7 separate regions of the Mus musculus genome follow, and all the other regions are linked to region 5. Evidence: chromatin contacts called from public ChIA-PET, HiChIP or PLAC-seq and promoter capture Hi-C data. All regions are on one chromosome and are shown on one strand. Each heading gives the region's core, a stretch centred on a gene start, on an enhancer-like site or on the middle of the called end of the contact. The rest is flanking DNA. Distances are from core to core; before and after follow the strand shown.

Evidence for each region. Promoter capture Hi-C pulls out the DNA fragments that hold promoters and counts their contacts. ChIA-PET counts read pairs in DNA pulled down with a chosen protein or histone mark. HiChIP or PLAC-seq counts read pairs in DNA pulled down with a chosen protein or histone mark.
Region 1: a promoter capture Hi-C map of pre-B cells shows a contact between it and region 5, with 2.2 times the contacts expected there. The contact joins the promoter of Lrrc3c here to the promoter of Mllt6 in region 5. A contact is called at or near these places in 2 of 39 promoter capture datasets (liver and pre-B cells) and 1 of 115 datasets of contacts at active chromatin or transcription factors (pancreatic cancer cells).
Region 2: a contact with region 5 is called in a promoter capture Hi-C map of the 3T3-L1 cell line, with 3 times the contacts expected there. The contact joins the promoter of D030028A08Rik here to the promoter of Mllt6 in region 5.
Region 3: a FOXA1 HiChIP or PLAC-seq map of pancreatic cancer cells shows a contact between it and region 5. The contact joins the promoter of 1700003D09Rik here to the promoter of Mllt6 in region 5.
Region 4: an RNA polymerase II ChIA-PET map of memory CD8 T cells shows a contact between it and region 5, with 8 read pairs. The contact joins the promoter of Tbx21 here to the promoter of Mllt6 in region 5. A contact is called at or near these places in 2 of 115 datasets of contacts at active chromatin or transcription factors (bone marrow-derived macrophages and memory CD8 T cells).
Region 6: a FOXA1 HiChIP or PLAC-seq map of pancreatic cancer cells shows a contact between it and region 5. The contact joins the promoter of Grb7 here to the promoter of Mllt6 in region 5. A contact is called at or near these places in 2 of 39 promoter capture datasets (cranial neural crest and neutrophils) and 2 of 115 datasets of contacts at active chromatin or transcription factors (memory CD8 T cells and pancreatic cancer cells).
Region 7: a promoter capture Hi-C map of hematopoietic stem and progenitor cells shows a contact between it and region 5, with 2.3 times the contacts expected there. The contact joins the promoter of Neurod2 here to the promoter of Mllt6 in region 5. A contact is called at or near these places in 2 of 39 promoter capture datasets (hematopoietic stem and progenitor cells and pre-B cells), 1 of 115 datasets of contacts at active chromatin or transcription factors (pancreatic cancer cells) and 1 of 9 other capture datasets (adipose tissue).

What each region holds. Positions count from the first base shown.
Region 1 is chr11:98,596,867-98,600,406 of GRCm38.p6, reverse strand. Lrrc3c (leucine rich repeat containing 3C) reads right to left here and starts at 2,116. Exons shown (of 2, transcript NM_001195544.1): 1 at 2,037-2,116; 2 at 821-1,642. The coding sequence starts at 1,588. The coding sequence ends at 821.
Region 2 is chr11:96,942,822-96,946,147 of GRCm38.p6, reverse strand. D030028A08Rik (RIKEN cDNA D030028A08 gene) reads right to left here and starts at 2,002. Exons shown (of 6, transcript NR_003293.3): 1 at 1,934-2,002; 2 at 1,055-1,303. Pnpo (pyridoxine 5'-phosphate oxidase) reads left to right here and starts at 2,129. Exons shown (of 7, transcript NM_134021.2): 1 at 2,129-2,417. The coding sequence starts at 2,280.
Region 3 is chr11:98,357,017-98,360,302 of GRCm38.p6, reverse strand. 1700003D09Rik (RIKEN cDNA 1700003D09 gene) reads left to right here and starts at 2,020. Exons shown (of 3, transcript NR_045477.1): 1 at 2,020-2,066. Ppp1r1b (protein phosphatase 1, regulatory inhibitor subunit 1B) reads right to left here. Exons shown (of 7, transcript NM_144828.2): 7 at 2,507-3,270. The coding sequence ends at 3,233. It overlaps Stard3 (START domain containing 3), which reads right to left and starts at 1,935. Exons shown (of 15, transcript NM_021547.3): 1 at 1,795-1,935.
Region 4 is chr11:97,113,253-97,116,924 of GRCm38.p6, reverse strand. Tbx21 (T-box 21) reads left to right here and starts at 1,594. Exons shown (of 6, transcript NM_019507.2): 1 at 1,594-2,275. The coding sequence starts at 1,788.
Region 5 is chr11:97,662,025-97,665,731 of GRCm38.p6, reverse strand. Mllt6 (myeloid/lymphoid or mixed-lineage leukemia; translocated to, 6) reads right to left here and starts at 2,320. Exons shown (of 20, transcript NM_139311.2): 1 at 2,052-2,320; 2 at 698-777; 3 at 192-246; 4 at 1-2. The coding sequence starts at 2,160.
Region 6 is chr11:98,444,886-98,448,535 of GRCm38.p6, reverse strand. It overlaps Grb7 (growth factor receptor bound protein 7), which reads right to left and starts at 1,702. Exons shown (of 15, transcript NM_010346.2): 1 at 1,287-1,702. It also overlaps a transcript of Mien1 not described here.
Region 7 is chr11:98,327,509-98,331,036 of GRCm38.p6, reverse strand. It overlaps Neurod2 (neurogenic differentiation 2), which reads left to right and starts at 1,392. Exons shown (of 2, transcript NM_010895.3): 1 at 1,392-1,603; 2 at 2,696-3,528. The coding sequence starts at 2,701.

The DNA.
Region 1 (3,540 bases), core at 867-3,366, 930 kb before region 5:
TGTGTTATGTGTGTTCATGTGGGTGTGTTCATTTGGCTGCAACGGAAGGCTAGAGGGTGATGTCATTGAATCCCTCCATCAGTTGTTCTCCCTATTATTTCGGCCAGCATCCAGTGACCCACCGAACCTGGAGCTTATTGATTTGGTCAGTCTGGCTGGCTGGTGAGCTCCAGGATCTGTTCGCCTCTCTCCCAACCCCCAACACTGGAATTCCAGACACCCACCCTATGCCCAGACTTTAAGTGTGCACTAGAAATCTGAGCTCAGGTCCTCATGCCTGTAGGACAGGCACTTTACTGTGAACCATCCTCCTTACCTCCCTCAAAGCCATCCATCCTTTGGTCATTACCCACATCTGTATGGTGTGGCTTCTGTGGTCCCCTGTAGCCAGGCACAGGCTCCTATAGCTTCTCCCTCTGAGTTGCTGCACACCCAAATGGCTGTTCATTCTGCCACCCCCACCTCCATCCCATGGATTCAGGAACTCTGGAATTTTTTGAGTCTAGAATAATCCCAAGAAATCCAGGCCCCCAAATCCAGGCACCAAAGTGCTCCAAAGAACAACCAAGAGAGAGAGAGAGAGAGAGAGAGAGAGAGAGAGAGAGAGAGCAAGCTGCTTCTTCATAACTGTACTTTTGATACTGTTATGAATCGTAATGTAAGTCTCTGATAGGCAGGAGATCTGATATGTGACCCCTGTGAAAGGGTCATTCCACGCCCCTACCCCATCCCCGGCTTGAGAACAGCTGGGATAGAGGGCAGATGGGGCAGAGGAGGTGGTAGAGCAGTAGGTGAAAGGCTGGGGCATAGGGCCAAGAGCTCAGAGCACTGTGCTGAGTGTAGAGGAGTCCTCTGAGCGCACAGGCTGCGCGGGAGGAGCCCGCTTGACCGGGCGCCGCGTCTCATCTCGGTTCTGCCACACATAGCGGATCAGATAAGCCACTACCAGTGTCAGCCAGCCCCCCATGGTGACTAACAGGGCCACATCCGTGCTCCTTCGGGTCCCACCTCGTCCTGTCCCACACAGCTCTTCCTCCCTGGTGAGCAGAAGGAACTCGTGTCCCACGAGATCTGGTCGGGCTTCTGGACCACACACAATGCCTGTCCCGGAGCCTGGAGCCAACCTGACGTGCCTGAGCACTTCCTGTAGGGCACAGTCGCAGCGCCATGGGTTGGCAGACAGGTTCACTTGGATCTGCAGCCCCACGAAGGCTGCCACAGGCACAGATGCTAGCTGGTTGGCAGAGAGGTCGAGGTGGCGCAGAGTGCCCTCCAGGCCCTGGAAAGCAGCCCCTGAGAGATGAACAAGAGCGTTATGAGACAGGTCTAGTTCTTCCAGGGCAGGCAGGTGCTGGAAGGCACCAGCTGGCACTGATGCCAACTGGTTGGCGTCCAGGTAAAGCTTTCGGGTGTCGTTGGGGATACCGTTGGGCACGGCACTCAGACCAGCCCGGCTGCAGCGGAATGTCTGTTCCCCGGCTTCTTCTGCTACGTAGCAGCCCTGGGGCAGTGCCAGGGGGCGGGGCACAGAGCCCCCGGTGCCAATCACCAGCAGGAGGGGCAGGAGGCGAGGAGCTAGTAGGGGCATGGTCGCAGATAAACATAATCCTGGAGTGGAGGAGAAGCTGGGGAATAGACGAACCTACGACAGAAGAGCAAAGTTAGAATTCTACGTCCCACTGAAACTCGCTCCTGCTAGAGTCCCTCAGTGGACCCTCTCTGGACCCAAGCCTGTCCTTTCAGGGCTCTCTTAGCCCAAGGTCCATTGGTCTGTCCGACCGTCCCTCTGTCTGTCTCTGTCTCTGTCTCTGTCTCTGTCTCTGTCTCTGTCTCTGTCTCTCTCTCTTCAACAGGACCCCGGGGGAAGGAATCCCTTAGACTTGGAACGTTTGGGTTCTATTGATTCTAGATTAATCTGTGAGGTCCTTCTGTCCCTTTGCCCTGCTGAAATGGGCCCAAGGGGCCTGTCCAAGCTATTTCTTCTGCTTGAATCTTCATTTCCTTCGTTGAAATAAACATTTTTGTCCTCTAAGTACCTGTATGACTGCCAAGGGAGGCCAGGTAAACACCAGGGAGGCGGCCTGGCTGGCACTCGTGTCACAAGAGTGACATATTAGCGATAGATCCCAGGTTGTTCAGAATATACAAGTAGGTAGCGGGTGCCTCTGGCGCCGCCTTCTGTGCACATCAACTCCCCCTTTTCTGAAAGCATCTACCCCATCCTGCTTCAGCTCCTGGATTAGCTCACCTTCCCACCTCTCTCCCTTCTCCTTCCTGCCTCTCACCCTGGTTGGTGGCAGAGTCCTCTCCTGTGCTCCTGCCTTTTTTCCGGAAGTAGTCCCCCTGCCAGTGGGCTCTGGAGACCCGTTTCTTCCTTCAGAAGTCCTGTTTGCTTCAGCAGCTGAAAGCTGTGACCTGGGGCCCAAGAGTGTAGAGTTTCCTGGCATATGACTCTAGGCCCCAGGTGTCAGATACCTGAGCCATGGCCTGGCCAGGCAATGCCAAGAGAGAGCAGATCCCAGACCCTGATGTTCGGGAGACAGGTCTGGATTCCATTTCCTGCCCCAGGCTTTCCTCTCATAACTTAGCAGTTGCTATCTCCTATCAGCTGCGAGAATGGCCTCCCAGAACCTCCTTTTCTTGCCCAGAGCCTGGCTGGCCAAAAGGATGGTGGTTTGGTTGCCCTGGGTGCAGAATCCTACGATTCCCTCTCAGCAACTTGCAGCACAAGCCCCCTCCCGCTATTTTTTTTTTTTTTTTTTTTTTTTTTTTTTTTTTTTTTGTTCTCTGTAGGTCCCTGGTACCGACCCGGTCTTTTCCTCATCTTCAGAGGATGCCCCTGAATCTTCACAGGGCCAACCCTTCTGACCACCAGGAGGCGCTGTGGTTTAGTCTCAGTTTGCTGTTGTAGATGGTCGCTCTAGGAGTTGAAAGCTCTTTAAGTCTGATGTGGTGAATTGTTTTCCTGCCAACTTTTCAGTACTGAACTAGAGGCCAACCCAGATGTTCTTGGGCTCCCAGGATGGCAATTTGAATCCTTCTTCAAGCCTGAGACTGCGATGACTTATTCAAGGACCCTTCATCCTAACGATTGTTTGCAGGGGTCCCACCATTCTTCTACATCCCTTCTCCTGATGTCCTGGGGGTGGCCGGAAGGAAGGATTTGAACTCCGGAGAGTGTTTTGTGTCTATGTCTGAGCCCTTGTGAGTGAACAGTGGCAGAATGGAGGGGCTCCGTGCAGAATGGACGTGAGCGAGCTTGTGGCAGTGAAGTCCAAAAGCTATTGTTTTCATTACATTTTCCAGAACTGTCTGACTTGACTTTATGGTTGCAACACCAACACAGGTTTTCCTGCTCCACTCACCTGCTGTGTTTTGCAGCGACAGGGGTGACCCGAAGTCATGGGTATGGATGTAGATCAGTTGTTCTCAGCCTATGGGGTCACACCAGCCTGGGGTGGGGGCGGGTCAATCGACCCTTTCACACGGGTCACCTAAGACCACTGGAGAACAGATATTTACATTGCTATTTATAACGTA
Region 2 (3,326 bases), core at 753-3,252, 720 kb after region 5:
CCATCTGGCAAATACCCTTTAAGACAATCTTCAAGGGCTGGAGAGATGGCTCAGGGGTTAAGAGCACTGCCTGCTCTTCCAGAGGTCCTGAGTTCAATTCCCAGCAACCACATGGTGGCTCACAACCGTTTGTAACAGGGATCCAATACCCTCTTCTGCTGTGTCTGAAGACAGCGACAGTGTACTCATTTATATAAGATAAAAAAATGTTTAAGACCGACCATCTCCAGTCGGCTCCCACAAGGAAGCCTTTCTGCACTGATTGGCCCCCTTCGGTTCAGTTTTCCTTTGCCTAACAGGACCATGCTAACCACCTGCGACTCTCTCTGGCTCACAGACCTGCCAGTGTGGCCAGGAATCATGCTATGGCCTTCACTTTGGTACTGTAAGACCTGGCTCAATGCCTAGCCTAAAGGCAGTCTCTGGTAAATGTTTATTGAATGGATAGGCTATATAAATACACATCTCATGGTTGTTGTGTGGTTTTGTTTTTTGGTTTTGGAGGTTTTTTTGTTTTGTTTTGTTTTGGTTGGTTGGTTGGTTTTTCGTTTTTTTGTTTGTTTGTTTGTTTTTCCTTTTTAAGGCTGTGCAGCTGGTATTAATCCCATGATCCTTTCCCTCTGCCTCCCAAGGGCTGGAGTCCCAGCTGTGTGGCGCCACACCCAGCTCATGATCCTGTCTTGGAAGTCTCAGTACCTAGGAAGCTCTTGCTCCAAAGAAAGAGCAGCCCCGGGAATAGAAAAAGAGAGTGGACCTTATAAGGGATGCTGATGACTAACTACTACAGTCCACTGCAAGAGCCAGACGACTCTCCCCATCCTGCTCATGGGAGAAAACGACAATGCACCAAAAATTCTAGGCTAGCCTCACGTTTACTATGTAGCCAAGGCTGGCCTTAGTCTAAGTGCTGAGACAACCGGCAGGCATGCACCACTTTTCTCAGCAAGCTTCCTTCCTCTTGCTTCTGTGCAGCAGATTGCGCTGGCTCAAGCTGTAGACAGAGGATAATGAGTTCCCACTGCAGACACCAAGGCAGGCCAAGAAGGTCTCTTACCTGGCACAGTGCTGGGTGCCTGTCTACATGGCTCTTGGGGCTCCCACTCCGGATACTGGTAGACACCAGGGCTACAGAGTCATCTTCCACCACGGGCTGCCCCAGGCAGATCAAAGCTGGAAGAAGCGTTGTGAGGATTTCCTACTTCTCTCTCAGCCAGACATCCACCACGTGAAGTCAGCGTGCAGGCGCCGCACCTGTTCCCTGTATCCTTGGCTGGCTATTGCCAAAAACTATGCCTCCCACTACCTAGAAAGGAACAACAAAGAAATAAAAACAGCAACAACAACAAGAAGAAATATGAAAAGGAGGAAATAACCAAGTTGAAAGAGGTTTAGGAAAGGGACAGCCCTTCCATCTGTTAGAGCAGTGGCTAGTAGTAACTCCACTGCATTGGGTATAGGATGCCCTGAGCCCAGCCCAACCCTTAGGAAAGGGTTACAAGTTAGAAGGGAAGACCATTCTGCTCTGGGGTAGCCTGATTCCAATTTCTGTCTTCTTTCTATTCAGCTGACTCCCTTCTCGCCTCAGAGTCTCCTTCCTGACCCCAGAGTGCTTCCCCAGTCCCCAGAGTATCAGCCCACCACCACGACCCTCAGCACCTGCCCTGCGGTTTACAAGGCAGTTTCAGTCTCTCCTTACTCTCAAGCCACAATCTTCTCCCTCAGTCTCTCCCTGTGTCCCTAACACCTTTGCTTCCGAGTCCGGCCCCCAAACCATGTTTTCTTGCCCAGTCTTCCAACCTCCGCTGCGCCAGGAGGGGATCCCTGCCCTACGTTCTTCTTCAGTAGCCCGCCACTGGCCGGCCACTTACTGCGGACCTCTCCTCTCCAGCCCCGAGACTTCGCCCCGCCCTCGCCTTGGCTGCTGTCCCTATACCTTTAACAAACCTCCACGTGCTTCTTAAACGGCGGTGACAGCATTTCCTTGTCTCTCTGCTCCCGCCCCTGGAGGCGCTGCCCATTGGCTGCTGGGTTCCTTCATTCCCGCTCTAATTGGTCTCGCTCCAGGTAACTCAAACCAATAAGCTCTCCAGGTATGGATCCCTGCTCTGGTCCTGGACAGCTATTGGTTGATCCTAGGCACCTTGGTTCCGAGAACTTAGGACTTACTAGCTTGTCTGGGGCTCTAGTAAATTCTTCCTTCCCAGGCTAGACACACAGGCTGAGCAATTGGTTCCGAACCCAGGGCCAGGCGACGCTGGGTCACGTGGCCGACTGCTTACATGACGTGCGGGCTGCTGAGCGTCACTGTGACGTTCAGGAGACCTGCGAAGTGGACGGGCTACCTCCGTCACCTGTGCTGTCGGGGTGCAGTCATGGACCTGGGACCAATGCGCAAGAGTTACCGCGGGGATCGAGAGGTGCTGCCGCTGCCGCCGGGACACGGAAAGGGGGTGTCCCTAAATTAGCAAAGGGTTGGAGGAGCGCCTTGTGCTTTCAGGGGCCACTTACAAGGCAACGGGATTTAGGGGTCACCCTGATGGGAGAAGAGGGTTTCAGAGACAGCTACTGGGGAGGGCCTCAGGGGAACCGTGGATTAACGTGTACTCATAGACCCCTTGACATCAGAACCCACCTGTGTTGGAACCCAGCCCTTTTCTGACTGTCTCGCTGTGGACAATTTATGCTCTTTGGGCCTCAGTTTATCCACCTGTAAAGTGGTGATACCTACTTCACAAGGATGCTGTGGGTTTGGGGGTTTTCTCATTTTTTACATTTTTATACATTTAGAGTGTACATGTGTTTATACATGTATGACAGGCGACAACTTTCAGGAGTTTTTTGGTTTTTGTTTTTGTTTTTTTTTTTTTCCCACCATGTCGTAGGTCACCAGGAATGAACTCAGGTTGTCAGGTTTCGTGGTAGATGTCTTTACCAGTCTATATTTAGGCATTTGTAAAATGCTTAAAACAGTCATAAACGTGATATAAATTTATAAAGGAGCGGAAGCTGGGCTTGTAGCTGAGTGTTGTGGAGTCTTGCCTGGTGTGTATGAGGGTTCTGGGTTCCACCTTTGGCACCAAATGAACTAGGCACAGTGGATCCAGAGTTCAGGGTCCGGCTACACAGTGAGTTCAAGGCTAACCTGGAAGCTCTTCGTTTTAACCTCCCTCATCATGATCTTCTCCCCACTCAGGTCAGGGACCAAGAGATCAGTTCTGGGATTGGGATCCAGAGCTACAGTGGCCAAGTGTGCTTATCCGTGAACATCTGCAGGAGTGCTTGACTGAGATGTAGGCTCTTGTGAAACCTTAGAACTACTTCATGAA
Region 3 (3,286 bases), core at 771-3,270, 690 kb before region 5:
AACTCTGTAGACCAGGTTAGACCCACCTACCTCTGCCTCCCAGGTGCTGAGATTAAAAGTGTGTGCCACCAGTGTGCCAAGATGGTTTTTGGTTTGGTTTGGTTTGTTTGTTTGTTTTCCCGGCAGTGCTGGAAACAAAACCACAAAGGCTGGATCTTTTCCACTCCTGAATAGCATTCCACTCAGTAGGTCCAGATCCTGTTCCCGGTGAGTCCAGGATTTCACCTTAGGACCCAGGGACAGAATGAGAAGCGAGCCACACCAAGCATTCTCACGCAGCCGATGAAATTAACTCATAACCAGCAAGCCAGAGTGCTCTTACACAGGACATGCTAACTAACGTGTGTTCATTAGGCACTCATAGGCCTGGTCCCTTGATGCATACACTACACAGTACTTCATTCATTCTCACATCTATACAAGGTAGGCACATTACTATCTCCATCTTCCAAAAGAGGAAAGGAAGATACTGACTTCATCAAGGTCTCAAAACAATATCAAAACTCAAGCAGGCTGGTGCATGGGTCTATATGTCAGCTATGACACTAAGAGTGTTCAGAGGACACAGATGGGCAGGGCGGCCAGCCTTTGAGATGGAGGTGGGCAGTGTGGAGATGGTGCTCTCTGAGCAGGACTCCTGAAGGATACATCAGGAGGAGGCCCAGCAGATCAGAGAGGAAAGAGGTGCTGCTATATACACGAAGAACCCTATGTGAGCCAGGCACATCTTACAGTAAACAAGCACACAGTCGTTTCCCCACAGGCAATGGGAAGCAAGCAAGTGACATAACCAGACTCGTGATATAAAAGTCTGCAAGAGCTAGATTCTGAAGACTTGCCTGCAAGCAATTAGGACCACAAGCTGCTGGAAATGTCCAGAGACACGTCAACAAGGGTAGTGACAGAGAAGGTTCAGGGAGTTAGCTATACTGGCACCTCTGAGCAAACAGGGTTAAAAGATGTTAAGGCAATTCCGGAGTTTTTCTCCTGGATAAGACAAGAGTGGAAGGATAAATTTACAGAGAAAAGATCAGCTCACGTTTGAAACCTGTGAGATCATCCCAAAGTGAAGGTATCCCATAGGCATAATTGACAGGCAGCTAATTTGGAGCCCAGGAAGGGGATGTGCTGCTATCGTCCATCTGAATATTCAGTGAACGTGAACTTGATGCGACAACAGTGGATGAGGCCATCCAGGATCAATGCACAGTGAGGCGGGTTGGGCCAGCGTGAACGTAAAGAGATTCTTCTGCCCTCTTGTCAGAGAGGTAAGAGGAAAAATCAGGAAATATTGGGGAGTCAAAGGGTGGAAGTATGTCAGGAATGAAAGCCAACAGTAGCAAGCACTTCTGAGAAGAGTTTAAAGAGCCTTCTTTCTGATATCGTTGGGAAGCTATGCGTGGATGTTTCCAACGGAAGTTGTGGGAAACAGCGGGTGGCAGAGAGGCAGCCGATTAGTATGTTTTTCCCTGAGTCTGGCCCCTTCCCACACCCAATTCTGTCCCCCATAATACTTAGATACCGACTCCTTGCCTCTCCTCTTACTATAAAGAAGGCTTAGGAAAGCGGCCGCAGACGTCCTCCGGACCCTCTCGGGTAAAGACCAAGACACCCCCTCCCCAGCCCTGCGCGCGCAGCAGCGAGTGGAGAGGAAGGGGGCGGAACCCGGAGCGCGAGGGGTGTGGGCTGGGTCGGACCGAACCAAAGACGGACACCGGGCAGGAAAGCGGGATCCGTCGGGTAGAGACAGCTCTTGTACCACCGCCCGGTGCCTGCGACCGCCGCACAACCCACCTGCTTCATGTCACCACGGCCCCCACTCTTCCTGCCTCAGCCGCAGTCCCGCTCCACGGCCTGGCAACTCCTCAGAGCGGAAGGAGAGCTCCCGGCGGCGCTACTTCCGCCGCTGAGCCCGTCCCCCCCGAGCCCGCCCCCAAAGCCAACCCGCCCCCCCGAGCCCGCCCCCAAAGCCAATCGGGATTCGTGTGACCCTGAAGCTCCGCCCCGGTCCGCCCCTCTCTCGGAGACGAGGTCCGGAAGCGGAGCCACAACCGAAGTTAAACTGTGTAAGACCGTGCAGGAGCAAGGGATAAAACCCCAGGGTGTCTTGGTTATTAGATCATACAGGCCTGACACTGTGGAGTGAAGGGGAACTGTGTGAGGGCCGATTTGTGAGCACAAGTCCCTTGGAGAAATCCATTTTTCGTTTTTGAGACGTTCTCAGGTTGGCCACGAACTCAGCCTTCCAAGTTCTGAGATTACTGACGCGCAGCACCACATCCATCACACATATTTAAAGGACCTTTGTTCTCCCCTGGCTTTTAGCCATCTCCCTCAGGAGCTAGTATGTCTGCCATGCGTATAGCCTGCAGGAAAGGCTCCTTCCTGGGAAGGGCTGGACACGAGAGGCAAGATCCTGACCCTAAGATAACCACCATTTTTCCTGTCAGAACATACCATTACTTCCCGGTCTCTCCTCCCTCCCCTGAAAGAGGAGTCTCAGGACAATTATTTACAAAGATTTATTACAGCGTAGGAGGGGTTCAGGCCTAGAGTAAGGGAAGAAGGGGAAGGGAACCAAGTTGCTGGAGGACAAGGAGAACCAGGCTCCCCCCACTGTGTGGCCCCCTAAGGACAGATAGTAAGTGCATTCCTGGCACCAAAGCACAAACAAAACGCAGCAAGCAGCCTCTGCCAGTCCATCTTGCAGGCACCCAGCAGGAATGGGATACTAAGGGAGGGACATGTTGAGGCTCTGCAAAGAATGCGTGAGACCTGAGCCCTGGTTGAAGTCTATGAGAGGGTTGGGGACTCAACGCCCACCACTGGTAGGGGAAGGAGGAGATCTCAGGGCACCTGTAGGCTCTCAGTACCTCCTTTCCCCAGATCTTAGGACCTGCCCTGTGGGTCTCCTGTGCCCAGGGGAGAGAATCTGGAGAGGGAGGGGACTTGTGGAGAATAAATGGTTGTTTATGGCCTTCTGGGGTTTCCAGTGTGGGCTCTCTCACCTCCCTACTCCCACCGGGTAAATAGAAGAATGACTGGCAGGGAAAGGCATTGGGGACTCTGGGCTTCAGCCAAAGCAAACAGAGACCAGCCTTAGTCTTCTAAAAGTCAGAAGCCGCAGCCCTAGCAGGTGAAAGACAGGGTACAAAGGAGGGTGGGGACAGAGTGGGTTTCTGGGGAACACTTCCTCCTGGGAGATACAGGGCTCTGAGCTTATGTGCCAGGCTCAGGGGGGGCTGGGATGCTGAGGTTCCTCTCCAGGCTCTGAAAGACAAATAAA
Region 4 (3,672 bases), core at 345-2,844, 550 kb after region 5:
CTCACTCGCAAGGGTCTCCTTCATCACTCTCCAGAAGAGGAGAAGAGGAAACACAAGAAAAAGCGCCTGGTGCAGAGCCCCAATTCCTACTTTATGGATGTGATATGCCCAGGATGATATAAAATCACCAGTCTTTTTTTAAAATTAATTTATTTATTATATGTAAGTACACTGTAGCTGTCTTCAGACACTCCAGAAGAGGGTGCCAGATCTCATTACCGATGGTTGTGAGCTACCATGTGGTTGCTGGGATTTGAACTCAGGACCTTCGGAAGAGCAGTCAATGCTCTTAACCGCTGAGCCATCTCTCCAGCCCAAGTAACTCTTAAACGATACTTTACTTCTTATTTACTTACTTTTGAGATAAGATCCCCTGTAACCCAGGCTGGCCCAAATTGTAGCTGAAGATGACCTTAAACTTCTGATCCTCTACCAACCCTCTCAAGTGCTGGGATGACAGGCATGTGCCACCATGCCCCATCTATACAAAGCTGGGGGTGGAACCAGAAGCGTGGGTGTATGCTAAGCAGGCACTCCATCAGTTGAACTATATCCCAGACCCCGGGGATGCTTTTTATTTCAAAAGAAAACTCCCAATGGATTCATTTTCAGTTAGGAGGTGAGATTCTTCTCAAAATGCAGGACTTACCGTAGTTATTGGAATAGAACAGCGGAGGAAGGACTGTCTGTCTCCATCAGAGCAGGTGCTGGGCTCCCTGTCAGCCAGCTTGGACTACATACCTTTGTTTTTTTCTATAATAGAATGGAAACAGAGGCACACAGACACCGGTTGGTATAAGGTACACAGCCCCTACCCCCAATACGAATATTTATTTCCCCAGCCTACCCCATCAGGCCTGAGGGACTTTCAGGCAAAGGAAGTGACTTACCCAGGTCCTACACACCCGAGTCACAGTCAGAGTCAGCCCTGGGACTCTGAACACTGACAGCCAAGCGCTACTTCCCGTGTCTTTCGCTAGCTGTTACGCTGCCACGTGAACGAGCTTTTGTGGGAGCATTTCAGCCAGCCCAGCCCACCGTGGGCTGCTTTGGGTGCAATCTTCTTGGGAGACAGCTTCCAAGTTTCCTCCTGGGCTAGAGGGACAAGCATCATCCTCGGGCCTGGGGGGTGGGGTGGGAGGCTAGCGATGGGGGGTGGGGGCGGCGGACAAGAGACAGCGAGCAAACACTTTGTGTAAAGTCACAAAGCCTGGGCATACAGGAGGCAGCAACAAATATCTGTTGACTATGGATAGTCTAAGTAGCTCTGAGCCTGCCAGAGGCGTGAGAATGCTCAGATGGTCCCATCTGGGGAAAGGGCCTTTGCTGTGCCTTCCAGGACTGGCGGAACTTCCTGGGGGAGAGAAACCGTTTCTCTCCTCGAAGTTTCAGAGTTTCAGGTGGCAGGTTGACTCTTTCCCAGATTGGGGCGACAAGAGACTTACACTTAGGAGTGGGGGTCGGGGCTTCAGTCCTCACCAAAAGCGAATTCGCGCTGTATTAGCCACGAGGGGGCGGGGCGGGGCGGGGCCAAGGTGGCGGGGTGAGGGGACCCAAGGAGCTTCATAAAGCCACAGCAAAGGCCGCCGCGCCGCTAGTGACAGCGCGGGCTGCAGAGAAAGCCCAGGAGCAGCTGCGCGCCTATCCAACGCGCGCTCAGGAGCCAAGCGTCCCAGCTCCCGCTCCAGTGAAGTTTCATTGGTCTTCGGACGCCGCCCCCGTCGCCCCAGCCCTAAGGACCCTCGGGTCTCTTCGACGGCTGCTGGAAGGCGCCCAGCCCGCCTCGGATGGGCATCGTGGAGCCGGGCTGCGGAGACATGCTGACCGGCACCGAGCCGATGCCGAGTGACGAGGGCCGGGGGCCCGGAGCGGACCAACAGCATCGTTTCTTCTATCCCGAGCCGGGCGCACAGGACCCGACCGATCGCCGCGCAGGTAGCAGCCTGGGGACGCCCTACTCTGGGGGCGCCCTGGTGCCTGCCGCGCCGGGTCGCTTCCTTGGATCCTTCGCCTACCCGCCCCGGGCTCAGGTGGCTGGCTTTCCCGGGCCTGGCGAGTTCTTCCCGCCGCCCGCGGGTGCGGAGGGCTACCCGCCCGTGGATGGCTACCCTGCCCCTGACCCGCGCGCGGGGCTCTACCCAGGGCCGCGCGAGGACTACGCATTGCCCGCGGGGTTGGAGGTGTCTGGGAAGCTGAGAGTCGCGCTCAGCAACCACCTGTTGTGGTCCAAGTTCAACCAGCACCAGACAGAGATGATCATCACTAAGCAAGGACGGTGAGTGAGGTGCGCGCCGAGCGCAGCGAGCTCGCAGGGCGGAGCCGGCGGGAGTCTGGCCTCGGTGGCCCGCCGGAACAACGACTTTCCTCTTTTTTTTTTTTTTTTTTTTTGAAATCAAAATTTGAAGCTGCAGGTTGCTGAGTCTTTGTGTTCGTAGACTGAGCTTCAGTTTTAGGAGACGGGGGAGCAGGGTTGCGGGGAGGGCACCGCAAGCTCCGGAGAGCCGCGGGTGCTGAGGGTATCAGAGGGCTCAAAAAGGATGATGCTGTGGGCGCAATTAGAAGTTACTTTGGTGCAGAGGAAAGGATGACTCTCGCTTCACCGAGAGTTGGCCGGTGGGGGGTGGGGGGTGGGGGACTGGAGGGGGTTAATTTGCTCCTTGCCTCAGTCTGGGATCTCAGTGGGCAGCGAGGAGTGTGTGTTATAGACCTGACTGACCGCCTTTCGGTCCTTAGGTATTCGGGAAATTGAAGTGTTGGGGGCAGAATATTTTTTGAGATCTCAGTGTGCCTGTTCCTTTGCTACTGCTGTGCTTAGGGTAGCTTTGGTGTATGGGGGAGGGGGGGAGCAGACTGGGATTTGGTGACATGGAGAAGCGGTCGCCAAGTTTCTTTTCCGGTCTTACTTTGAGATCATATGTCTAGAGAGGGAGAGAGAGAGAGAGAGAGAGAGGAGTGTGTGTGTGTGTGTGTGTGTGTGTGTGTGTGTGTGTGTTGTGTAGAGAGGTGGGAAGCAGCAAAACTTATAAAGGCACAAATAAATGCCGAGGGCCTGAACGTGCCAAGTTCAAGACCAGTTGCAGCTGGTGTCCAGTCTTGCACTGTGCTCTTTGAGGCTAGTCCCTAAAAATATGTCCACTTTCTCACCCAGCTATTCATCAGTCCAGCCTGGGGGAAGATGGAGGGGGTCCCCTAAGCCTGTTGCATTAGTGGTATGGTTTGTGGCTCAGCCTGCTGCTTCCGGATCGAGTCTCTTTGCTGAAGAAAGAGAAACTTGCAGTTTCTGAGGGGTCATTTATAGTATGCAACACCTCGAGTGGACCCTCTTGTGTCTTATGGGAAGAGGCAGCTACCTTTCCCAGTGAGGACCAGCCAGAACTTTGCCATTAGTGAGTTAGGATGTGCGGTATTAGGATGGAGACTCAAAATGTAATTGAGAGATTGCAAGGGTGGGGTTTCTGGGAGGGGGACAGAAACCCTTGCCGGATCCCAGGAGGCACTGCTAGAGTATATTCCCTTCGGATGATGTGGGGAGAGGGCAGATAGCTGCTAACTACAGCTGGTTTCAGGCTGCTGAGTTCTTCCTCGCGGGGATGAACTGAGAATAAAACATTTGATTGGTTTTTGGCTCATCCTTCATCCGCAAAGACTTCTGAGGAGTTTCCTCTGCTCCCC
Region 5 (3,707 bases), core at 1,071-3,570:
GCCTGGGGCAGTGTGGGGACTGGCCTCAGCAGGACGGCAACACAAGACCCCACGCCTCCCAACACCAAGCTGTAGACTGTCCCCTGCGTCTACAACCTTCCTGTACCAACAGGAGCAGGGAAAGCCAGCCTCCACCCCACACCTGCTGGGGGGCCTGGCTGACCTCAGCAGGCGTTCAGGGTTCCCCTCACCTCCATTGTCAGTCCTCTTCAATGCCCCATCTTTGTGCGGGCACAGCTCACACCTCTGCCAATGCAAGGAGCACAGGGATTGGGGGGATCTGCTGAGCTGGGCCCTCCCTGAACTCATCCAAAAGGCCCGAAGATAACATAAGATCTGGGTGGGGGCTGAGGCTGTAGAGCAAAGAGGCTCCTAACTGCTGAAGGCTGAATAAGGAGAACCTGCTGGTCACTACAGCGGCCCCTCAACTTCCATAGCCTTGAAAACCTTTCATAGTAAAAAGTTACAAAGCAGCACATAGACACCCCCCCCAAAAAAATCAAAGCCCCCAAGCCGGAGGTGAGGCGGGGCAGAGCTGAGTGCAGAGCTGAGGGAGAGATGGGGCTGGTGATAGGCAGCAGCAAACAGGAAATCCTGAGTGACAGAGCTTAGTCCTGCCCCAGCCTCAGGGTACCCTATTAACCTGCAGGAGATGCTCAGGTGTAGGGGAGAGGAAAGGGAGAGGGGCTGGACTCACCACCCTGGCTGCACGCTCCTGAGATTCACATTTCCTGCAGAACCAGGGTCCTGTTGGCACCTGGACGATGCCATAGCAAGCTAAGGGTGGGGGAAGGAGACTCACTGAGCAAAGCCATCAGCCAATGGTTCCCCCCCCCACAGAGTAACTGGGGGCAGGCAGGGAAGAGACCCAGCCTACTAAAGCCAGCCCAGTAGGTGGGGCTGCTCCCCAGACCCGGGATCACTCAATGGAACAGGACTACAAGAAATGTCCAACCGCATAGAGCCAGCCTTCAATCACACAACCAAGCATTTCAAACAGGGGCAAAAAGTCTGACAGAGTCCTTGACCTTAAACTTCCAAAGATCCTCCATTCTCATCCCACCCCTCTCCCTTTTTTCTGGACCTGAATTCCTCCCCCTCCCCCCCCCCCCCCCCCGCCGCCTCTGCCCTGACCAGTCCCCTAGGCACCAGAACAAGAAATAGTCATGATTGTAACACGTTTTGTTGTTATGAGGGGAGGGGGGGTGCTTCTTAAAGGGCCAGTAAGGGATAAGCCAAGGAAGTCGGGGGTTCAAGGACCTCATCTTCTGCCTCTGTCACACGTACAGGTCAAAAGTGAAAACAGAGGGCAGGTGCGGGGCAGGTACCCAGAGGAGAGTGGCGGGAAAGGCCCGCAGCCACAGCATTAAGGGTTGTCTTGGGAAGGGGGGTGGTGGTGGTTGCCTGTGCCAGACAGGCGGAGATGCCAGCCTGCGCCCTCGGCAAGATTCCTTAAGGAGTTAACTCCCGAACCATGTGCGGCGGCAGGGGGAAACTCCAAACCTCTCTCTCCTCCATTCCGGCCCCCTGTAAAACCGCTCTCCCAGCCTCAGCTCTTCCCCGGAGGGTTTCAGGATCCCTTCTCCCGTGGGACCCTTCTCCTCCCTTCCCAATTCCGCTCCTCCCAGTATCCGGAAGCGAAGGGGGATGACCCCCCCTTGACCTCTTCCTCCCGGAGCGGGAACCAAAATAAACCGGGCGGGAGGGGGGGTTACCTCGCAGGTAAACATTCCCGGGACAGCCCTGACACCGGCGGTGCGGGGCTCAGGGAGTTCACTCCTTGCGCCCTGGACTCTCCCCAAAACTCCTTCAACTTGGGGTGGGGGGCGCGGGACTGAACAATAGGCAAGAAAACAATGCCTGACCCGGTCCTGGAGGACCAGGCTGGGGATGGGGGGGAGCCCACGCCGCCTTTCGCTTCAGGTGGGTGGGGGAGGGGCAGGCGCCCCAGGAGGGCTCCGGAGGGCGCGGCCGAGGGCACCCCGTGCGCGCGCCGCCCCGGGGTCCCGCAGCTCCCCCCCCCCCGCCGGCCGTCTCCCCCCTCCCCTTACCTTGGTGGACGGCCACGCTGCACGCGTGCCCATCGCAGTAGACCAGCGGGTTTTCGGCCCAGCCCCTCTCGTCCGAACATACGCAGCAGCCTCCTACCATCTCCTTCATACTCCCATGAGCTCCCTCCGGGGCTGGGGCTGGGGGCCGGCCGGCGGGGGTCGGGGGTCAGGGGGGGAGGGAGGGAGCGGGGGCCGCGCGCCTCCTCGCCCCCTCCTCCGCCGCCGCCGCCGCCGCTTCTTTTCTTTGCCTCCTCCTTCCTCCTCCTCGGCGTCCTCCTCCTCCTCCTCGCTCGCTCTGTCTGGCCGCCCCCCCCGCCGTGCTCTCGCCCTCATGCCCCGACGGGCCCCCCCCCCCCAACAATGAGACTCGCGCGCCGCGCTCCCCTTCCGCGCCGCTCGCCGGCTACCAGAGCCGCCCGGCCGCGGTGCAAGCAGGGCCCGGCGGGGGAGGCGCCGAGTGGCACATCGCGGGCGCCCGCCCGCCCCGCGCCGCCCGCTCACGCGCCGCCCCCCCGGCCCCCCTGCCCGGCCGCGGCAGCCATGGCCGCGCGCCTCCGCTCGCTCGCTCGCTCCCGGCCCGCCCGCCGCCGGGTAAAGTCTTAGGTTCAGGGAACAAAGCCTGGCTTGGTAGGGAGCTTTTCGCTCGTGCGCTCAGTGCAGCTTTCCCCGTCTTTTCTTTTTCCCTTTATGACTCTAGGTGGGTAGTTCCCGAGTCCTCCCCTCCGTGTCACACTTTGGGTCTCCGGTCTCCCATCCCCCTTCTCTGGGTGTTCTTCAACCCTAGGGAAATCTAGGGAAGATGAAAAAAACCAGGGCTCTTAAAAAGAACTGGAGCGATGTTAAACCATTTACCCGTGCTTGTTCTTGGAATGGGAATGGTGTCTCTGGATGGCAGCTCATGGGTGCTGTCCCTGGAGGTCACTCTGGAGGGTAGACAATGCCACGTGTAAACTTTTACTTACTTTACAAATCTTTTTTGTTAGTTTGAGACAGGATCACCAGTAGCTCCGGTTAGCCTCGAACTCACCACTTAGTGAAGGATGACCTTGAACTCCCAATTCTGCCTCTGCCACCAAAGTGCTAGAGTAAAGGCGTGCACCACCACGCCCCGCACAAAAATTTGTTGAATGCTAGAGTCGGCTGCGCGCCAGAGTAGAGGTATTCCTGCCCTCCAGGAACTTCCCTTTGAAGTCTTCAATGTCAAGGTCTCTAGGCACCTTAGGGGTACAATGAGGTACCCCACCTTAATTCAAGATCTCTGTTCTAAGTCGTAACTCCACCCCTAGCCTCAGGGCGTGCCTTGCGTTTTAAAGTGAGTAAAGCTGCCTCGGAAGTGCTTGCCAACAGAATCACGCCTTGACTTCTGGGCAGGTATAGAATCACAGTAGCGTACAAAAACGCACCACGAAGGATTAAAGTCCCCGAAATTGGGTCTAGGGTTTGATGGAAAGCGACCCAAGACTTCCCCCAGACTGGTATAAGCCCAAAGACGAGATCTGATTCCCCTTTTTTCTTTGCAAGGGGAAAGACGGCGCCCCCACAGGGACCAAAGGTCAAATACCCCCTCAGCGGGAGGTTGGGTGGCAGAGGGGAGAAGGCAGCCCTGGGGGCTTCATCCACACTTCAAAGACCTCTAGGCCGGGAACGCTTCCTGGG
Region 6 (3,650 bases), core at 453-2,952, 780 kb before region 5:
GGACTTGGGGAGGGAAGTGGGGGGGGGGGGGGGCTTAACCTTTCCGGGTACCGGGAGCAGGTGGGGAGGTAGGAAACCCTGAGTTGACCCAAAGTTGATGCTCCACCCATTCCGCCGGGGTTGGGGGGGGGGTGGGAACATCCAATGAAATAAAGCGGGCGGGACAACTCTTTTAATGTTTAATTTGGGAAGAATGCTAGAGTTCTCTGTAGAGTTAATCATTAGTTTGCCTTCGGGGAGAACACAAACACACACACACACACACACACACACACACACATTAGCACGCGCTATTGGGGGAGAGCAGAGTCCAAGCTAGACAGACTCATGACCCAGAAGGCATTGCATTCTTGGGGGGAAAAGAGGGAGAAAAGGTTGAAAATACTATCAGCTGTCCCTCAGATGCACTCTGTCTCCATCCTACCATGAAAACCCAGACCTAACTAGGTCTTTCCCCCAACTTCAGCCTCAGGCAGGCCCACATACCCGGCCATACACTGTTTTCCAGGCCCCGAACTGCAGACCTTCACACTACACCCACCCCTCTAGCTTTCTTTGTCCACACTCATTTGCAGCCAGGAGGGATCCGCAGCCTGCTGAGCTTCCGTATCGGAGATGGGACCACAACGTGGAGAGATGCAGTTCCAACCATTGCGGGAGTCGCTCTCCCTTACTCCCCTCCGAATGGGAACCCCAGATTGTAGTAAACTGAGCTCAATAAGGTATTGAAGGGCAACCTCCGGATCTAGCACCCCCTACTAACTGGTGTTGGGTAAGAACTAGTTTTAGCCGGAAAGTCAAGATTTCAGGTGATGGAGAGACCTTACCTCGGGTCTCAGGGAGCAAGATGAGGAAGGGGAAGGATTGGTGATGCCAAGCAACAAACAAAACAAACAATGCAGCGCAGAGAGCATCAGGAGTGTGACTCTTTCCTTAGGGACCCAGACCTAACTTGCATCCCATCCCATCCCATCCCATCCCCCAAGATGAAGTTCCCGCTTCCGCCTTTACCCAGACCATAGCTCACCTGCCTGAGGCCACCGGTTTAGGGAGGAAGATTCCAGGCCTTAACTATCACCCACCCCCCTTCTCCCCCACCCCCACCCCCACCCCCCGCCTCTGGCCTGACCTCGCCGAGAGAGGGCGGTCAGGGGGGAGAGCGTGGCAGCCTCCCGGCCATCTAACTGGGCAGCAGGCCAGATCCGCTCGATGCAGGCACAACCTGGGGCCCTCGGTGAGGCTGGGGGTAGGAGCAGATTATCTAAGACCGATCTCGGTCGGCTTACCTGGAGCACCTCCAACAGAAGGAGCCGGACACCCGGCCCAAAGTCTGGCTCTGTCTAGAGATCCCAGACACTTAGATTTGATTTCGAATCCTTTCTCTCTTCTCTACAGATGGTAGAAAGGCTATCCCGCCTTTGGAATGTTGAGGCGGGAGAATATAGAGCGAGCCCTGCGTATCCAGATTCCAGGCCCAGGGAAACTAAAATTATCTCGGGCAGGTAAGGGCGGAGCCTGAGAGGCTCCCTGGAGAAGGAAGCGCAGGAGGAGGGGTGGAGACTCCTCACAATGCACCGCCTCGAATTGCTCTTGCCCTTCCTACTGAGCAGCAGGTGCTAGGAGAGAGGGAGAGAGAGAGAGAGAGCAGGTGCCCCGGAGAGAACAGGCTGGACAGAGAAAAATCTAGAATCCTGACTACATGGGAAGGGGAGTTTGGAGGCTGTTTGTTAAACGCGAATGGTCCCGCCCACTCCTACTCGTCCCATTCCAATGATGGTCAGTTCATTGGTCAAGCTAGGGGGCCGTCTTCAGCTCGGATCTCACCCCCTAGGGCAAAGGGCACTGGGCTTAAAAGGGAAGCCAGAAGAGGTGCTCTGCCCTTTGACCTCCAACCACAGTCCAGCCGCCCAGGCTGTTGTCCTGGCCCTGCTAAAATACCCAAGGTGCACCCTCTCTTCCGAGGCAAGTCCAGGGTCTCACCTTCCTAGTTTCAAGTTTAAGAGTGGCAAGGTGGCCTAGTGGGAGGGGCCACAGTTCTGGTGACCGTTGTGGCCTGATGCAGATGGCTTCTATTACAGCAGTTACTCCAGCTTTCTGGTTCAGCTCACAGCAAACATTGGAGGATCAGGAAGAGGGGTTGAGAGTCCCCAGATCAAAGGCAGCGGGCCACCTCCCAGCTTCCTATGGCTAAGAGTTAAGAAAACAAACAAGCCACTGGGGCGATAAGGGGTCTGCCCTGAGGAAGCACAGCCTCCCTTAGCTTTTCCGCTTGAAAAACTAATGTGGAAAGCCACCGTGGAAGTGTGTGCCTTTTAATCCCAGCTCTCTAGGGGCAGGGGCAGGTGGATCTCTGTGAGTTCGAGGCCAGCATGGTCTACATGGACAGTGAGGACTGTACAGAGAAGCCCTGTTTCAAAAACAGAGTGACGACAGACAGACAGACATCAGACAGACTAGTATGAATAGAGCAAAGCAAAAAGGTGAGGAAGGGGCAGGTTGCTTGGGCCAGGAAGCAATTTGAACAAATTGCAGGAGACAATTTCCTCATTTCCAACCTAGCAGACCTGTGCTTGGCGCTGGGTATACAGAGCAAAACAACAAAAACAGACCCGCCCTTTGCTGGCTGCAACCCAGTCGGGGAGACTGACCTTTAAGAGTCACACAAATAAGAAATGACAGGTGACAAGTTTGCCAGGTGAGTGACTCACAGGAGGCAGGGAAGGCCATGAAAACAAAGCCAGGGAGGACCTGGCAGTGAGTGGGAACCAGAGGGGTTAACCTGCCATGGTGGACCCCCAGTGTGGAGAAGCAGCTGCTGGGAGGGAATGCAGAAGAGAGTGGGGGTGGACAGGAACGGAGGCCATCAGGTAGTCTGGGCAGGTCTTGCAGGTACGGGAGGGGTGGAGGGAAAACACTGCAGCTCTTAAAAGGGGGGAACACAGTCTCTTAAGCTGCTCTGGAAAGAGCAGACCCGTGGGCCCCTCCTCAGCTACCAGAGTCTCAAAGCACTGAGGAGGCAGAGCCCCAGGAATGTGAGATATTGACAAGCCCTCAGGTGGCTGTTTTGCAAACCAGGTTTGAGAGCCATCCATCCTGTTTGTCCAGACTGGCAGGAGGAGTGGGCAGAAGCCAGACCCTGCCAGGAGTGCAGGGCTGCACTCTGAAAAAAGATCACTATGTAGAAGGCTGAGCTGGAGGAAAGCCAGACTCCAGCTGAATGAGTGATATTCTCTCTCTCTCTCTCTCTCTCTCTCTCTCTCTCTCCCCCTTCCCTCCCTCCCTTCCTGTCTGTCTGTCTGTCTGTCTTTTGTTTTTCAAGATAGGGTTTTTCCCTGTAACAGCCCTGGCTGTCCTGGAACTTGTTTTGTAGACCAGGCTGGCCTACAAAGATGCTCTCGAACTCACAGAGATCAGCCTGCCTCTGCCTCCTGCCTCTCTAGTGGTGGGATTATTACAGTCATGTGCCACCATGCCTGGCTCCATTTCTTTCTTTCTTTCTTTCTTTCTTTCTTTCTTTCTTTCTTTCTTTCTTTCTTTCTTTCTTCCTTCCTTCCTTCCTTCCTTCCTTTCAAGGATCTTTATAATATGTGAGTACACTGTAGCTGTCTTCAGACACCTCAGAAGAGGGCATCAGATCCCATTACAGATGG
Region 7 (3,528 bases), core at 143-2,642, 670 kb before region 5:
ACCCCTGACTGCAAGTACTTGTCTCTCACACAGGTTAACTCTGAACAGGGGTGTGTTTCCATTTTCTCCACCACAGAGTGAGGAACTGGTGGGAAGGTGGGTGTGTCGGAAGCTCCTCCCTTTAACCTGTACCATTTGCATCTGTGTCTGGCAGGATAGGAACCTTGCAAGGGGAACTGTAAAATAAAGCATCCATTTCCTACCTCCCTCAGCAAGACACCTGTCTGGTCTTCTCCTCTCTGGCCTCTCCTGTGACTGATGGGGTCAGCCTCTGTGGCTTTTGTATTTTCTGCAGAGAGGAAGAGTGCTGGGTCCTGTCTAAAAACTCTAAGCGGCCTGCAACCAGTCATACCCTTTCCTTCAGCTAACCAAATCAGAAGGCCAAAAGAGAGGCATTGGTGGATGGCCTACCTGGCAAGGATCAGGGGTGGTAAGGCCTCAGTGACTCAAGAAGGAGGAGGAAGAGGAGGAAGAGGGCTTCTGGGTTAGGAATCCAGATCTGTGCCCACCTTAACCCAGATAGGGACACATAGCTCATCTCCAAATCCCTCCCCACCCCACCCCACCATACATTTGCCCTTGACACCCAAGGAAAGATCTCCTGTGTGATGACTACACAGATAGACACACATGTCCCCACAGACACACACACACACACACACACACACACACACATGAGCACTCGCGTGCGCACGCACAACACGCCCATGCAGAGGCACAGACACCCAGGGAGGCAAATCTTTCCCTTTCTCTGTCTTTCCCTTGGTTTGAATTTTGTTCAGCCACATATGTTGTGTGTGCGTGAGGGTGGGTGGGGGAGGGGCAGACAGGGATGAGGAATGGCATGGTGCCAGCATCTACCTATGGGGCTTGGGCCAGGGATGCCCCCCACACCCACCCTGGAAGGAGCCTCAGCTGTCCCTTTGTGGTGGAGGGGATTCTCTTGGGGAGCGGCAGTAAGCACCGAGGTCCCTTCTCCACACCCCAGGGTCTGGTCCTGACCCACCTTAGGGACCTGGAGACAGGGAAATGGACAGATCAAGACCCTGGAGAGAGCCCTGAATTGGCCTGGCAACCACAAACCGCCAATTCCCAGACTTGCCACCCCATTGTTCCCATGTGGGGGGTTCTATATCTGAGGGGGGCAAATCCTCCCACCTCCCTCTCAATCTCTGCTTTTCCTGCGTTGGGCGGGGAGGGGAGGGCGGCAGAGATATTTATTTATTTCCTTTATTTATTTAATTTTTTTTTTTTTTTTTGGAGTAGAGAGTGACAGATGGCGGCGGGTCCCGGGGGAGCCGGCTCTCCCCCAATGCAGACGCATGCCAATCACCGTCTCTCATGTGATAGCTGCTGCCCGTGACGTGCCAAGCCCATATGGCCTGGCATAGAGGCTGGTACCCCGCCTGGTAGAGATGCCACACTCGCTCCGCGGCTCGCATGGCGCTCTGAAGACGCCGGCGCCCGCCGCCTTGAGGAACCGCTGCCCCCGCTCCCTGAAGATGGGGGAACAATGAAATAAGCGAGAAGATTCCTCTTCTCCCCCCTCTCTCTCTTGCCCCCTCCCCCCTCCCCTCCCCTCTCCCCTTGACTCCTCTCTGAGGTAAGTTGTCCGAGAGGGAGCTAGATCTGACCTGCTATTAGTGGTGGGGGGGCGCTGCTTCGGACATGGAAGTCCCCCCCAGTTCTCCTATTCCTGGGACCCTACCCCCTTACGGGATGGGCAGCGGGGGCGCCCCGTGTTCTCTCTCCCATTGGGGCCGCAGCTTAAGGGGCTGCGGAAGGAGATGGTATGCCTAGGATGGGCTGAGGGGGAAGGGTCATGAGGCACTCGAAGAAGCGAAGATGGGACCCCCCCCATGACTGTCCCGAAGGAACCTGTGACCTTTTCCCACCACCAAAAAAGATAAGCAAACAAATAAATTTGGATTTTTCCCCAAGGATCTCAAAATACAACGAGATCTGTAGAGACGTGTGGGAGGGAGGGAGTTTGAAGAGGGGAAGAGGGTCCCTGACCGCAAGGGAGACGAACAGGGTTCGCTTTTGGGTCTCCTCCCCACGCCCGGCTTCTTCAGTCCCCGCACCCGGAGCCCGCTCCGGGAGACCCGTAAGCAGCAGCTAGAGAGGAGACGGTGCTCCGGTGTCTAGAATTGGGGCTGCGGGGGTGGGGGCCCGGCCGGGGGCGGCGCGCGGCCAACTTGCAAATTGGATTAGGGAGCTTGGGGGTGAGAGGCACCGGAGGGCTTGGGGAGCCAGGCCGAGGGGCCGGACCGTGGAGAGGAGGAACCGGGGCAGCGTCCCCACGGCGGCCGCCCAGCTTCTCTCCGTCACCGGGAGAGAGCTGGCTTTCGGGCGAGAGCACCGCCTCCCCGGGAAGATGGACCTGGTCCCTTAACCCCCCACCTGGTCAAGCTCTCTGGGACCCCGACACCGGCCGAGAGCAGCTTCCTTCCGGGCCAGGGGCGGAGCAGGAGCCCGGATCTCGGGCAAGGGCCTGGGCCGCGGTCCCCCACTGGCAGCCGGGCAGGGCTGGGCCGGCTCTGGGCGGGGCAGCAGGACGTAGTGGGCATCGGGGGCCCCTGAGCTGGGGCGCTCACGGAGACTTGGGGGGTGGAGGCGGGTTGGGGGGTCGTGGTGACCCCGGCGCGCCCCTCACTCTGTGCTGTCTGTCTCCCCGCCCCCGGGGCGCCCTCAGGCACCATGCTGACCCGCCTGTTCAGCGAGCCCGGCCTCCTCTCGGACGTGCCCAAGTTCGCCAGCTGGGGCGACGGCGACGACGACGAGCCGAGGAGCGACAAGGGCGACGCGCCGCCGCAGCCTCCTCCTGCTCCCGGGTCGGGGGCTCCAGGACCCGCCCGGGCCGCCAAGCCAGTGTCTCTTCGTGGAGGAGAAGAGATCCCTGAACCCACGTTGGCTGAGGTCAAGGAGGAAGGAGAGCTGGGCGGCGAGGAGGAGGAGGAAGAGGAGGAGGAGGAAGGACTGGACGAGGCGGAAGGCGAGCGGCCCAAGAAGCGCGGGCCGAAGAAACGCAAGATGACCAAGGCGCGTCTGGAGCGCTCCAAGCTGCGGCGACAGAAGGCCAACGCGCGGGAGCGCAACCGCATGCACGACCTGAACGCGGCTCTGGACAACCTGCGCAAGGTGGTGCCCTGCTACTCCAAGACGCAGAAGCTGTCCAAGATCGAGACCCTGCGCCTGGCCAAGAACTACATCTGGGCTCTCTCGGAGATCTTGCGCTCCGGGAAGCGGCCGGATCTGGTGTCCTACGTGCAGACTCTGTGCAAGGGGCTGTCACAGCCCACCACGAATCTGGTGGCCGGCTGCCTGCAGCTAAACTCTCGTAACTTCCTCACGGAGCAGGGCGCGGACGGCGCCGGCCGCTTTCACGGCTCGGGTGGCCCGTTCGCCATGCATCCGTACCCATACCCGTGCTCCCGCCTGGCAGGCGCACAGTGTCAGGCGGCTGGCGGCCTGGGCGGAGGCGCGGCGCACGCCCTGCGGACCCACGGCTACTGCGCCGCCTACGAG